2 separate regions of the Oryctolagus cuniculus genome follow, and region 2 is linked to region 1. A link is a contact called in public Hi-C data. All regions are on one chromosome and are shown on one strand. Each heading gives the region's core, a stretch centred on a gene start, on an enhancer-like site or on the middle of the called end of the contact. The rest is flanking DNA. Distances are from core to core; before and after follow the strand shown.

Region 1 (6,065 bases), core at 347-2,846:
AAAAGCTTCTCCCCGTGACCCCTTAGCCAGGCAGTTCTGAGCAATGCTTAATAAGAATTATGAGAAGGTTCTACATTAAGTTAGCCTTAACACTGGTGGACCACTTGTTAACACTACCTTATTTTGCCTGGGTTTTCTTTCTTTTTTTTTTTTTTTTCCTTTTTATTTGAGAGGTAGAGTTACAGACAAAGGGAGAGACAGAGACAGAGGTCTTCCATCCTCTGGTTCACTTTCTAAATGGCCACAATGGCTGGAGTTGTGCAGATCTGAATGGACAGAGCTGTGCAGATCTGAAGCCAGGAGCCAGGGGCGGCTGCAGGGTGCAGGGGCCCAAGTGCTTGGGCCATCTTCTACTGCTTTCCCAGGCCATAGCAGAGAGCTGCATCAGAAGAGGAGCAGCCAGGATTGGAACCAGTGCCCATATGGGATGTCGGCATCACAGGTGGAGGTGGAGACTTAGTCCACTACACCACAGCGCTGGCCCCAGCCTGGGTTTTCTTTTGCTTTCTTTCCTGTTCACTCCCCCATCATCCCTGCTCCCTGGGGTCAGATTACCGAATAGAAAGCATTTACCTTGTTTCAGCCTCTGCTTTCAAGAATAACCTAGATTAAAACAATGGCTAAATAGGTTGTTGTTAGACGACACAAGGCAGGAACGTAATTTTTCCTTGCAGTGCAGATGTTACAAAGGAACACTCAGTTGGCAGCTCCTTCAGGTTTTCATCTTTGTTTTTGAAAGCTCCATCCTGAATCTGACCACCTAGAGAAAAAAATAATATAAGCAAAAGCAATTGGTACAGTTAGCACACAACTGAACAGGCATCTTTGCTTGCCACGATGGAGCTAGGGCCTGTTTCTCTGTGCGGTGGTCCTTAGCAGTTTGATGAGATTCCCACTACAAATGGAAGAGCCCTCAGTCTGCCTAATCAGGGGAAGGTTTTTGTTGCTTTGGAAACAGGCATATCACTCTGTAAAAAGCTGGATCTTTTCCTGCTGTAATTCTTTCTGCTAAGAAACTCAAACATAACTTAGCAATGCATAAATTACTGGAATACAATCAGGGCTTTCTTAATTCATGAAAAAATGAAAGAATGTCCTGAAATATAAAGGGAGTTATTAAGAATCAACTGAAGTTGCACAGATGCTGGCCCTGAGTAAAAAACATCAACAACTGTAATTTTTCAACTCATCTGAGGTTCTGAAGACACTACAGAGAAAAAACTCATTAGAATTCCTCTCTCATGGAATCTGTAATCTAGTAGAACCCTAGGTGAGACAATAAAACAATAATGAAAATACATTATATTTAAAATAAGGGCTATGGATAAAAATCAACCAGGGATGGTTAAGGGCCCAACTGCATTCTCCCCTACAAAATCCATACAGTGCAGTCCTAATCCCACAGGATTTCATAAGGTAACTGTATTTGGAGAAAAGAGACTTTTAAGGAGGAAAGCTAAGGCCCTTAGTGTGGGCCTCAATCCAATGTAACTAATGTCCTTGTAAGTGGAATTCTGGACACACAAACAGGCACTAGGGACTCGTACGGAGGAAAAATCCCAGGAAGGCAGCCAAGTGCAAGTCAAGGAGAGAGGTCTCAGGAGAAATCAAACCTGCTGACATCTTGGTCTTGAACTTCTAAAAGCCTCCAGAACTGAGAAAGCTAATTTCTGTTGCTTAAGACACCCAGTCTATGGCATTTTGCTGTGGTAGCCCTAGCAAAGGAGCTCAGATGGGGCGAGAATGTACAAGTTTCTGGTGTTTTTCTTTAATCTACAAGCCTTCACTGAGAAAACTTACATCTCATGTGGAAATTCCCGGGAGGAGCATTCTGGAGGGCAGAAGAGCAATCCCCAGTGCCCTGAGAAGGAGGCCAGTGGTTTGAGACTCAGGAGCCTCATCCCAGAAGATGAGGCTGGAAGGGGCATGGAAGGAGGACGCCATGGCGGGTACTGTGAGAGAGGGGCTCTCAGGGCAAGTGTGGTCGTTTCCTGCATGGTGGGAGGCTCTGAAAAACTGCACCATTTTACCATGATGGGGATGGTGCTACTGGTTTTTAGTGGGTAGGCAACATTTAATTGTAAAGTATAGCTAGGGGCCAGCGCCATGGCGCACTAGGTTAATCCTCAGCCTGCAGCGCCAGCATTCCATATAGGCACCCAGTTCTAGTCCCGGTTGCTCCTCTTCCAGTCTAGCTCTCTGCTGTGGCCCGGGAGGGCAGTGGAAGGCCCAAGTGCTTGGGCCCTGCACCCGCATGGGAGACCAGGAAGAAGCACCTGGCTCCTGGCTTTGGATTGGCGCAGCTCTGGCCGTTGTAGCCATTTGGGGAGTGAACCAACGGAAGGAAGACCTTTCTCTCTGTCTCTCTCCCTCATTGTCTGTAACTCTACCTGTCAAATAAATAAATTAAAAAAAATAAAAAGGTATAGCTATGCTCAGGACAGTCCCATCTAACAAGATATTTTTCCACATTTTATGTGACTTTAAAAATGTCTTGTGGATCACTCATATAGAACTTCATTTATGTTAACTTCTAAATTCCATTAATGGCAATCTGATACTGGGATCAACTTCTCACTGAAAACAAGTAAACGTTCTAGATAAAATATATTTGATCAAACTTGGCAAGGTTTTGTAAATATTTTTCTGCCTCATATTCTCTCTTTACATTCTGGGAGCCCAGTTTTGTGTATATTAGACTTACTGACACTATCTCACAAATCACTGATGCTCTGTTGAGTTAAACTTATTGCTTCTCCACATACATTAAATCTGGATGATTTCTAATGATTTTTCTTCAAGTTTAATGATTCTTTCTACCATGTGTCAAATCTATTAATAATCCTATCAAATAATTTCAATTACGTGTTTCAGCTGTAGGATTTCCATTTTAACCTTTTTATATTATTTGTTTTGTGTTTCTATTGAAATTTCCTATGTCTTTACTTATTATATCCACCCTTAATAAGATTCTTTAGCACATTTGGCAGTTATTTTACACTCCTTGTCTACTAATTCTAATATCTATAGATCTGTTTCTGTGGATTTATGATAAAAGTGATTTTGTAGAACAATAACAAAAGGTTAATTTTTTTTCTCAAGAATGACACTGGTCAAGGGGATGCAATATGTGAAAAAAAAAATCAGTCCTTAATTAAATCACACTCCAAAATCAATTGTACATATTATTAGATGTAAGTGTTCAAAGAAAAGACAAGTTCCCAGATGGTAACACAGGAGAAAGTCATTGTGACCTTAGAGTAGGCAATAATTTCTTACAGATCAGCAAAGGCAGTAATCATGGAAAAAGAATGGGGGTGGGAGGCGGGTGGTGGTTGTAAAAGGCCCTTTATAAAGCCTTTTAAAAACAAATTTATAAAAGGAAAAAACAACAGAAAAAGAATAATGTGTTTCAAAATGTCCCTAAAAGAGGAAAAAAAAAAAGGAACAATGCCAACATGTTCAACAGTAAAGGGTTCTTTTTCTTATTTTTTAATACAAAATACAAGCAAAGAATACACATGTTTATAACTCAGGAGCAGACACGCAGTCATGGAGGAAGATCTGTAAATTTAACTTCAATAAAAACTAAAATTTACTTTTATCAAAATCTGATTACGAGATAGTTAAATGTGAACCGTCTATTAGAAAAGGTGTTTGTATGCAGCGTTCAGAAAGAACAGAAAAAGATAAATAATCCAATAGAAAAATGGGTGAATATCTAAAAAGCTGTATTAAATGAGATATCCAATTGGCCAATAATAATAAGAAAAACACTCTTTATCATTAATCATCATCATAGAACTGGAAATCAAGGCCACACAATCCCCAGTGTTGGTGAGGATGTGGGGGCACTGAGTACACAACACCGCTGAGAGAGCAAATATGTAAAACTTTTGGCAATCTAACTACTGACGATCACAGACATACTTATGTCCAAGCTACCCAATTTTATGGATTTATCCCAACAGAGTCTGCTTCTATGTGAGCAGGCAGACAGACTAATGTTCACACATCCATTATTTTAATAGCCCTGAACCTGGAGATAATCTGAATGTTCATTATCAGTTTATGGGAACAATCACAAGATCTCATCCTGGATTCAATTTTTGTGAAATGTCCAGGGCAGGCAAAACTGCAGAGACAGAAAGATGAGTGAATGGTTGATGCTGGAAAGGATACAGACAGGGCTTGGAGGTTAGTACCTAAAAAGTCTAGAGTTGCTTTTCAGGTGAAGAGAATGTTCTAAAACGCATTTAGGGATAGTCGCCCATATCTGTATATATACTCCAAAACACATACGCTAATCTGCACACTTATAATTGAAAAATTGGAGATGTAAATTATATCTAAAGCCATTATTAAGAAAAATAATAGTATAAAGGAAAAACAGGGTGTTTCCATACAATTAAGTGCCATACAACATAAAAGAGAAGAAAATAAGAAAAGACTTGGTACATGAAACAATATCGAGGAACTCAAATATAATATGGAGTGAACAAAACCAACTACTATTAAATACTCACTGAATAATTAACGTGTCATTCAAGAACAGCCAAAACTAAACTATATATCTGAGGATAAGGCAGTGGTTACATTTGGAGAGAGATTGCTCCCAATTCAGCAGGTGAATGAAGGAAGCTAGGAATAGTTTTATTTCTTGATATGGGTAGTGGCTGCCAAGGGTGTGTTTCTGTTTGAAAGTGTACTGATTGAAAGTGTATATTGATAATTTGTACAGTTTTCTATACACAACACAAAACAAAAATTTAAGGCATTTAAAAAAAATCCAGTTGTTCAATACATTGCCCTATCAGTATGCATTGAAAAAAGGCCACAAAAATAACACATAAATATTTTAAACAATTATTTTATGTGGCTTGAGATCATGGAGAATTTGGAGTTTCCTACTTTTTAGTACTTTCTAAGTTACCACAGTGAACACACATTCCATTTATAAGTTTAAAAAAGCTATTAAAATACAAACATCTGAGAGATATCGTGAATTTCCTTTTACACGAATCCATTTAGTCTGTGGAGACTCGGGCTGTTGCTTCCAGAGGGAAGCGAATGCCATTTTAGCAGCTGGTCCCGGCGGTTTGCTGACGGCTAACCACTCACCACCAGCCCTGGCCACCGCCCCGGGAGGGAGAGCAAAGGAACAGGTGCAGGTGGGGACCCAAGAGACCGTGAACTAAGCCCGGGCAGCTGACACCCAAGTTAGCGGTAGGTCGCGGTCTTCACCGAACCCTGGTCCCTGCTGCAGACCTATTGCGGGACCTGGAAGGAGTGCTGGCTCCACTGCACGACGAGACTCCGATCCCTGTAACCTCCCCGTTTTCCTAAGAGTGCTTTGTACATTGATATGAGTTTGTGAAACCAAAGACGCATATGCGACTGAGGGTTCTGACCTGCAAACCCTAAAACTATTTGCTACCTGGCAGAAACAGCCAACCCCTTAAGTGGAGATTCCACACAGGAAAAGCTGAAACTTAAAATTTTTACCTGGGTATGCCCTCGCTGCAGGCTCCGGCCAGGCTCCTCAGGCGCGGGAAGTCGCGATCCACTCAACAAAGTGTAAAAATTAGCCTCTGAAGCCCGCAGCCGGGAAGCAGGGCTCCAAAGGCGCTGAAGATACCCACGGCAGCCCTCCGCGGATCGCAAAGGAGTAGCGGTCCCGCCTTCCAAGCCAGAAAGCCGCGCTGTCACTCCAGGAGCAGCCATCTGAGCCCGCAAGCCGCACCGCTACCAAGCGGTCCCCGGGGCGGGCTCGAGTTCTGGGGGAGCGCCGCGTGGGCGCGGCCGGCCTCCACGGCGCCTGCGCAGCGCCGCGCCCCGGCTCCGCCCCCCGCGCAGGCCCGGGGGTCTCCTCCCGGCCGCCGGGAGAGCGCGTGCCGGCTCCTGGCTTCCCTGGAGAGGAGGCAGCCAGGCCGGAGCACACACGGAGTGCTTTGAGAGTTGGTTATAAACATCGTAAACCCTAACCTTTAAGTCTTGCCGACGTACGTGCCAAAGCCCATTTCTTATGATTTAGCTTAGTGTCTCGGTGTATTTAGTGTGTCCCT
Region 2 (5,822 bases), core at 17-2,516, 370 kb before region 1:
GCAAAAAAAAATCTATGAAATAATTAACAAAAATAATGCAGAGCTTGTCAACTTATGTTCCTAATACTAGATTTAAAGATTTATAGAAAAATGAGAGTGAAACTAAAGATACTTAATCTATCATAGGTACTTTCTTAATGTCCCACAAGGCAGTTAAGAGCACAAGTAACAGAAATGGGGGATGGGGGGAGGTACCAAACTGGGGAGGAACAAACATTATAAACAGGGAGGATTAAATCCCTTAAACTTCTTCTCTCTGGTAATAAAAGAGGCACCCTCAACATAGGTTAAGTGTCTACATAAAAAGAAGCATAAAGAAATCTGTTGGGATGGGAGGGACTGCAGAGCATCCATCAGCATTTGTTTGAATGTATCTGGCAGGCTCTCAGGAGTTACACTTAAATAATGTGACCCTTCCAGACAGGACAATAAGGAGACAGATTAGACCCTTCACGGAATGATTCATCCTTGCACACATGACAAGAGGGGATCCAATGTAAAGCTTGCACCCCCTGTGTTTGCTCAAGCGTCTGGGCAGTTCTTTCTGTGGCCCTGTAGCCAGCTACTGGGTGTAAGGCAGCTACAGTCAGGGCACAAGTCACTAACGGAGGCTCCAGACCCAGCGATAAAACATGCAACTGCTCAGGCAGGCTCCAACAGCAGCACTCGCTTTTCTCTTCCTGCCTGAGCAGAGGACAAATCCCAGCTCAGGGCTAGCGCAGGTGCTTCCTCACCTCTCGACAGCACCAGTCATCTGACTTAGATTTTCAAGAAAAAATTAAACATAAGCAGTATAATGAAACAACGAAAAGCAGATTTTAAGAGCAAAGGAGCTCATCTCAGCAACTCTCGATGAGACACGGTGTGAAAGTGAGAAAAGGGACGTGTGCATTCTACACATACCCTCTACTCAGCCTACATAATCCCTCCCCCCGACGCTGTAATGGACTGGAGTATAAAACAAGAGGGTCCCTCGGGGGTCCATGGAATTTACACATCAGCTACAAAATCGTTGGGGGGGGGGGCAATATGTAATCAACAATTTTTCTTAATATCTCAAAAGCCTCGGAACTAGTCCACCCCAATCAGGTAGCTGCCTCCAGCAAATGCCTCCTTCCACTCTGGCAACCTGCTACCTTCCTGTGTTTCATGGGCAGGTGAAGTATCACAAGCAAGGGACAAGCCCCCACGCTCCATGACCCCGGGAACAGGAGGGACTTCTCTCCGGTGCTCACTGTCAATCTCTGGACTGGCTTCTGCAGAGGAGGAAGCACCTCCCTTTCCAGCCCGGTGAGCTGTGCTTCTCCCTCCTTCCTGCAGATGGAGCCAGGCGGAGACAGAGCCTGCTCTTGGGCAAATGAGCCCCTCTGCTCTCTAAGCAGACAGGAAAATGAAGGCTCAGAAAGCCCCGTGCTTCTGGAAAATAAGAAGCAAGAGAAATGTGATGCTATTATTTTTAAAACACTATAAAATTCTAATCTGGCCACTAGTTGGTGATACTTTTTGTACTCACAGAACCTAAAGAGAAATGGGTTTCTAGTAACTTCGACCATTGACAAACGAAGTTTAAGCTCCACCCTTTCTTCCAGAGTCAAGCCTGTGCCCCCACTGCCTAGGAGGCAGGGTGGTAAAATGTCCTCTCCTGAATGAATTTATATTCAAGTTGCTTGCCGTCTGTAGCTCCTCGCTGTTGCCTGGAAACAGGAAACCCTTCCCACCTACATGCTTCCTGACTGCTCCCCCCATGTCTCCCTCTCAACAGTGTATGAGTGTACCTGGCCAGGCTTCTAGATGCTGTTTATCTTAAAGAAGTGCTGATTCTTTAAAACAGAGCAAGAATTTTGTCATTTAACTCTTCAGAGAGGACACTGAGTAGCCAAACAAATTAGTACTGAAAAACTTGAATTGCTAGCCAGGAGAGGAAAAGTGTGTGTGTGTCTGTGTGTGTGTGTGTGTGTGCATCCTTTACCTAAAAACATTTTCAAAATACATTAAAACAAATGTGTAATAAAAACATAAAAATGTTATTAATATTTTTCACCTACTTCTTTACCTCACTGATGTTTCTTTGAAAACTCTACTTTATTGGGTAAGGGTAAGGGACAATGCTATTCAACCATCACCCTGGTGTCCCCTTATTTTAACACCCACATCACATCAATTGCTAAGTCTTTAGGGTGTCTAGATATCTACTGTTCACTCATTTCCTATTTCTTTTCCACTCCATTTACTATCACTGAACATCCTGCATTAATTTTCATTTAAACTTATTACAGTAATAAGAACCACTATTTATTTATTTTTAGTTACTGAGAGAATACCCTGGGCTAAGACATACAGAAGCCATATACATATTTTATTTCACTATTTGTTATTCCATTATTTCTTACTCCCAGCAGTCAATGAGGCAGGTACTATGATCGCCCCACTTAGATTTACCAAGTTTAACTGACTTGCCCAAAGTCATACAGCCTTAATGTAAACCTCAAATCCCTCTTCTGGGAAGACAGCAGCAGAATATCGTTACATATTTGGTGTCCCCTTCTGTTTCTACCACTGTTTCCTTTAGGAATGCTCTTTTGACACATTGAACATGTGGGTTTACTCTCTAGCTAGGTGAATTATGCTGTGCTCCACACTCAGCCAAAAGACCTACGTCCACTCCTTCCTCTTCAAAGAGCACGTATGTTAGGGATCCATTTTAGTGTTTTTATTACTAAGATTTATAGCTACAAATTTTATTCACCTCTCAGAGATACAGTAAAACATGTTTAATTGTTGGTTTTTTGTGTGTTTATGTGATTCTTAGGTTCTTTATTTTTAAGTGTGAAACCATTCTAATAGGGTACCATATTCTTTTGGCTTAATGTTTATAAAGATCTTTGGGAGATGGGCCGGCACTGTGGCGTAATGGGTAAAGCCGCTGCCTGCAATGCCGACATCCCATATGAGCACCGGTTTGAGTCCGGCTGCTCACTTCCAATCCAGCTCTCTGCTATGGCCTGGGAAAGCAGTAGAAGATGGCCCCTGCACCCGCGTAGGAGACCAGGAAGAAGCTCCTGGCTCCTGGCTTTGGATGGGTGCAGCTCCGGTCGTTGTGGCCATCTCGGGAGTGAACCAGTGAATGAGGACCTCTCTCTCTCTCTCTCTCTCTCTCTCTGATTCTCCTTCTCTGTGTAACTCTGACTTTCAAGTAAAAATATTCTTTAAAAAAATAAAAAGATCTTTGGGAGAAAAGAAGTTAATAGTTTTGGTCAGCTCTTTGTAGTCAAAAAAACAACTGCTAATGCTAAAACAAAAACCTGTAACAACAAGATAAAAATAACTGGATAGTTTAATTGATCAAACAGTGGATCCTTAAAATTTTGACTTATACCCCAAAAATACATAATTGTCAAAAGTAAATACACGTTCAATTCACAGTTTTGTCCAATTTGTGTCCCCTTGCTCCTAGTTCTACAAATCCTTTTAAATTTTGGCTTTCATATACGTATAATACACAAACAAGCTTAACTGCACCATACATCTGTCACACATACAAAAGACCTCTAAAGCAAAACTGAAGATAAAAAATTTCACAAGTCAGAGAATTCGTGAAGTCAATAAATCAAAATTACAAATTTTTGAGTATTTTCAGATAGCACAGTGTTCTGGTTAAAAAGTCATTCATTCAAGAAAACATGGATAGTGTTTTGACTCTTAAATATATTTAGGAAAACACAAATGGTTGTGGCAACAAAATTCATGAGGTAACCATTTAACTTTTTTTTTTTTTTTTTTTTTTTTTTTTTTGACAGGCAGAGTGGACAGTGAGAGAGAGACAGAGAGAAAGGTCTTCCTTTGCCGTTAGTTCACCCTCCAATGGCCGCCACGGCCGGCGCGCTGCGGCCAGCACACCGCGCTGATCCGAAGGCAGGAGCTAGGTGCCTCTCCTGGTCTCCCATGTGTGCACAGAGCCCAAGGACTTGGGCCATCCTCCACTGCCCTCCCGGGCCACAGCAGAGAGCTGGACTAGAAGAGGGGCAACCGGGACAGAATCCGGCACCTCGACCGGGACTAGAACCCGATGTGCTGGCACCGCAGGCGGAGGATTAGCCTATTGAGCCGTGGCGCCAGCCATAACCATTTAACTTTAAGAAAATGTTACAGACAGGAGGAGGTTCCAGTTATAGCGCTGCAATTATGAAACACCCCCACTTTAGACTGGCACTGGTGTAGCCTGAGCCTTCCTTTTCCTACATCAACAACAATAACAAGACAACCCTGACTACCACCACCAACAGTTTGTTGTGAAAAATCAAATGAGAACATGGATGGATAGCATTAAACACATTTGGTGTCTTTATGTTTGTGTTTGTGTTTTTCTGAACTCACTGTGTACTCCTTGGTAATCACCACATGTTTTTCTCATCACATTTTAAACTGTCAAATATGCAAGAAGCATTCCTATCATGTGGTCATTTATCTACATTTAGAGAACTTGATACTTAACTTTTATTAAAAAGTTTTGAGAAACTATGTTATTCAAGAACTAAATACATAATTATCCAATAAAATTACTATAATATCAGATTACATCAGCAGATATTGTGAAAGATGATTCTTATTTAAGAAATTTTTTAGCCATGGAAATTATACTTATTTAAAGCCAAAAATCTAGAAGAAAGATGTGGTTAATGTGATGTTTCAGTAGAAACTAGAATGCTAACTTGTATTATGTACTTAATATACTTCTGAAGATTACAGATATCAGCCCTATCAGATGGTCAATGTGGGCATAAAGCAAGTAATTTTGCCAGAAATGAAGCATTTGTGAACTGTAGAATTTTTTTCTCTAAAATATAGTGCAAAAACATCTTATTCACCAGAAAAGTGATATAATCAAGCAGTCTCTGGATAATCATATTGTCTATGAATACTGACAACAAAATGTCAACTGAAGCTAATACTAAAATATTTTCAATTTTAAATATTCTAATATGTTAAATATATTTTTAATTTTTTTGATTAAGTAATGGTTCATCATTTGGTTTACAACTAAAGAGTCCATGAAATACAGAAGGTAGAGCTAATAGAACAATAAAGGAGTTTACTATGTTTAACTGAAATTATATAACTAAACAAGAGAGAAAATTCTTTACAATATACTTTATGATCAAATTTATTGAAACAAAAAATGATTTTAGACCAGGGACCAGCATTGTGGCACAGAGGGTTAGGCCACCACTTGTGACTCTGCTGCCCCATTTGGGATTGCCGGTTGAAGTCCTGGCTTTCTGCTTCTGACCCAGCTCCTTGCTAATGTTCCTGGCAAAGCAGATGATGACCTGAGTACTTGGGCCCTTTTTATCCGTAAGGGAGACCCAGATGAAGTTCCAGGCTTCTAGCATTATGGATATCTAGGGAGTGAATCAGCAAATGGAAGTTCGCTCACTTGCTCACTCTTTCTCTCCCTTCTCCCCCCTTCTCTGTCACTCTTTCAAATAAAAAATAAATATTTTCAAAAAATGATTTGAGGCAAAAATTTTCCAAGGAATAGCCTTGGTTTTGTCATTAGAGTTTATAAGGGTAAGAACAATTTTTGTTTAATTGTCAGCTTTTTTGTGTGTTTGTCTTTGGTTCTTTATTTTTAAGTGTGAAACCATTCTAATAGTCAGGGTGCCAAACCTAACCGAACAAGCATACACTACCAACTACTACATCACCACACTAACCCAGGGAAGTCCACTTGAGCTGGATTACACTGCCCTCTACAGCCCTGAGTCATGCCTTCTGAAAAATAGATCTGTCTTCATAATAAGGAAGGATAATACAGAACAAGG

What was found. Hi-C and Micro-C count contacts between places; a contact is called where the count stands out from the background.
Region 2: a contact with region 1 is called in a Hi-C map of an unstated tissue, with 2.4 times the contacts expected there. The contact joins two enhancer-like sites. A contact is called at or near these places in 2 of 6 Hi-C or Micro-C datasets (psoas muscle and an unstated tissue).

The regions. Positions count from the first base shown.
Region 1 is chr4:62,402,497-62,408,561 of mOryCun1.1, reverse strand. It overlaps LOC103350563 (a long non-coding RNA gene), which reads right to left and starts at 5,809. Exons shown (of 5, transcript XR_011387833.1): 1 at 5,506-5,809. Within about 2 kb of position 1,596, at least 1 of the 8 cell types and tissues checked has an H3K27ac peak or open chromatin away from gene starts, as enhancers often do.
Region 2 is chr4:62,769,700-62,775,521 of mOryCun1.1, reverse strand. All of the region lies in intron 1 of BBX (BBX high mobility group box domain containing), which reads right to left. Among named protein-coding and RNA genes, the nearest start is that of BBX, 58 kb to the right of the region's middle. Within about 2 kb of position 1,266, at least 1 of the 8 cell types and tissues checked has an H3K27ac peak or open chromatin away from gene starts, as enhancers often do.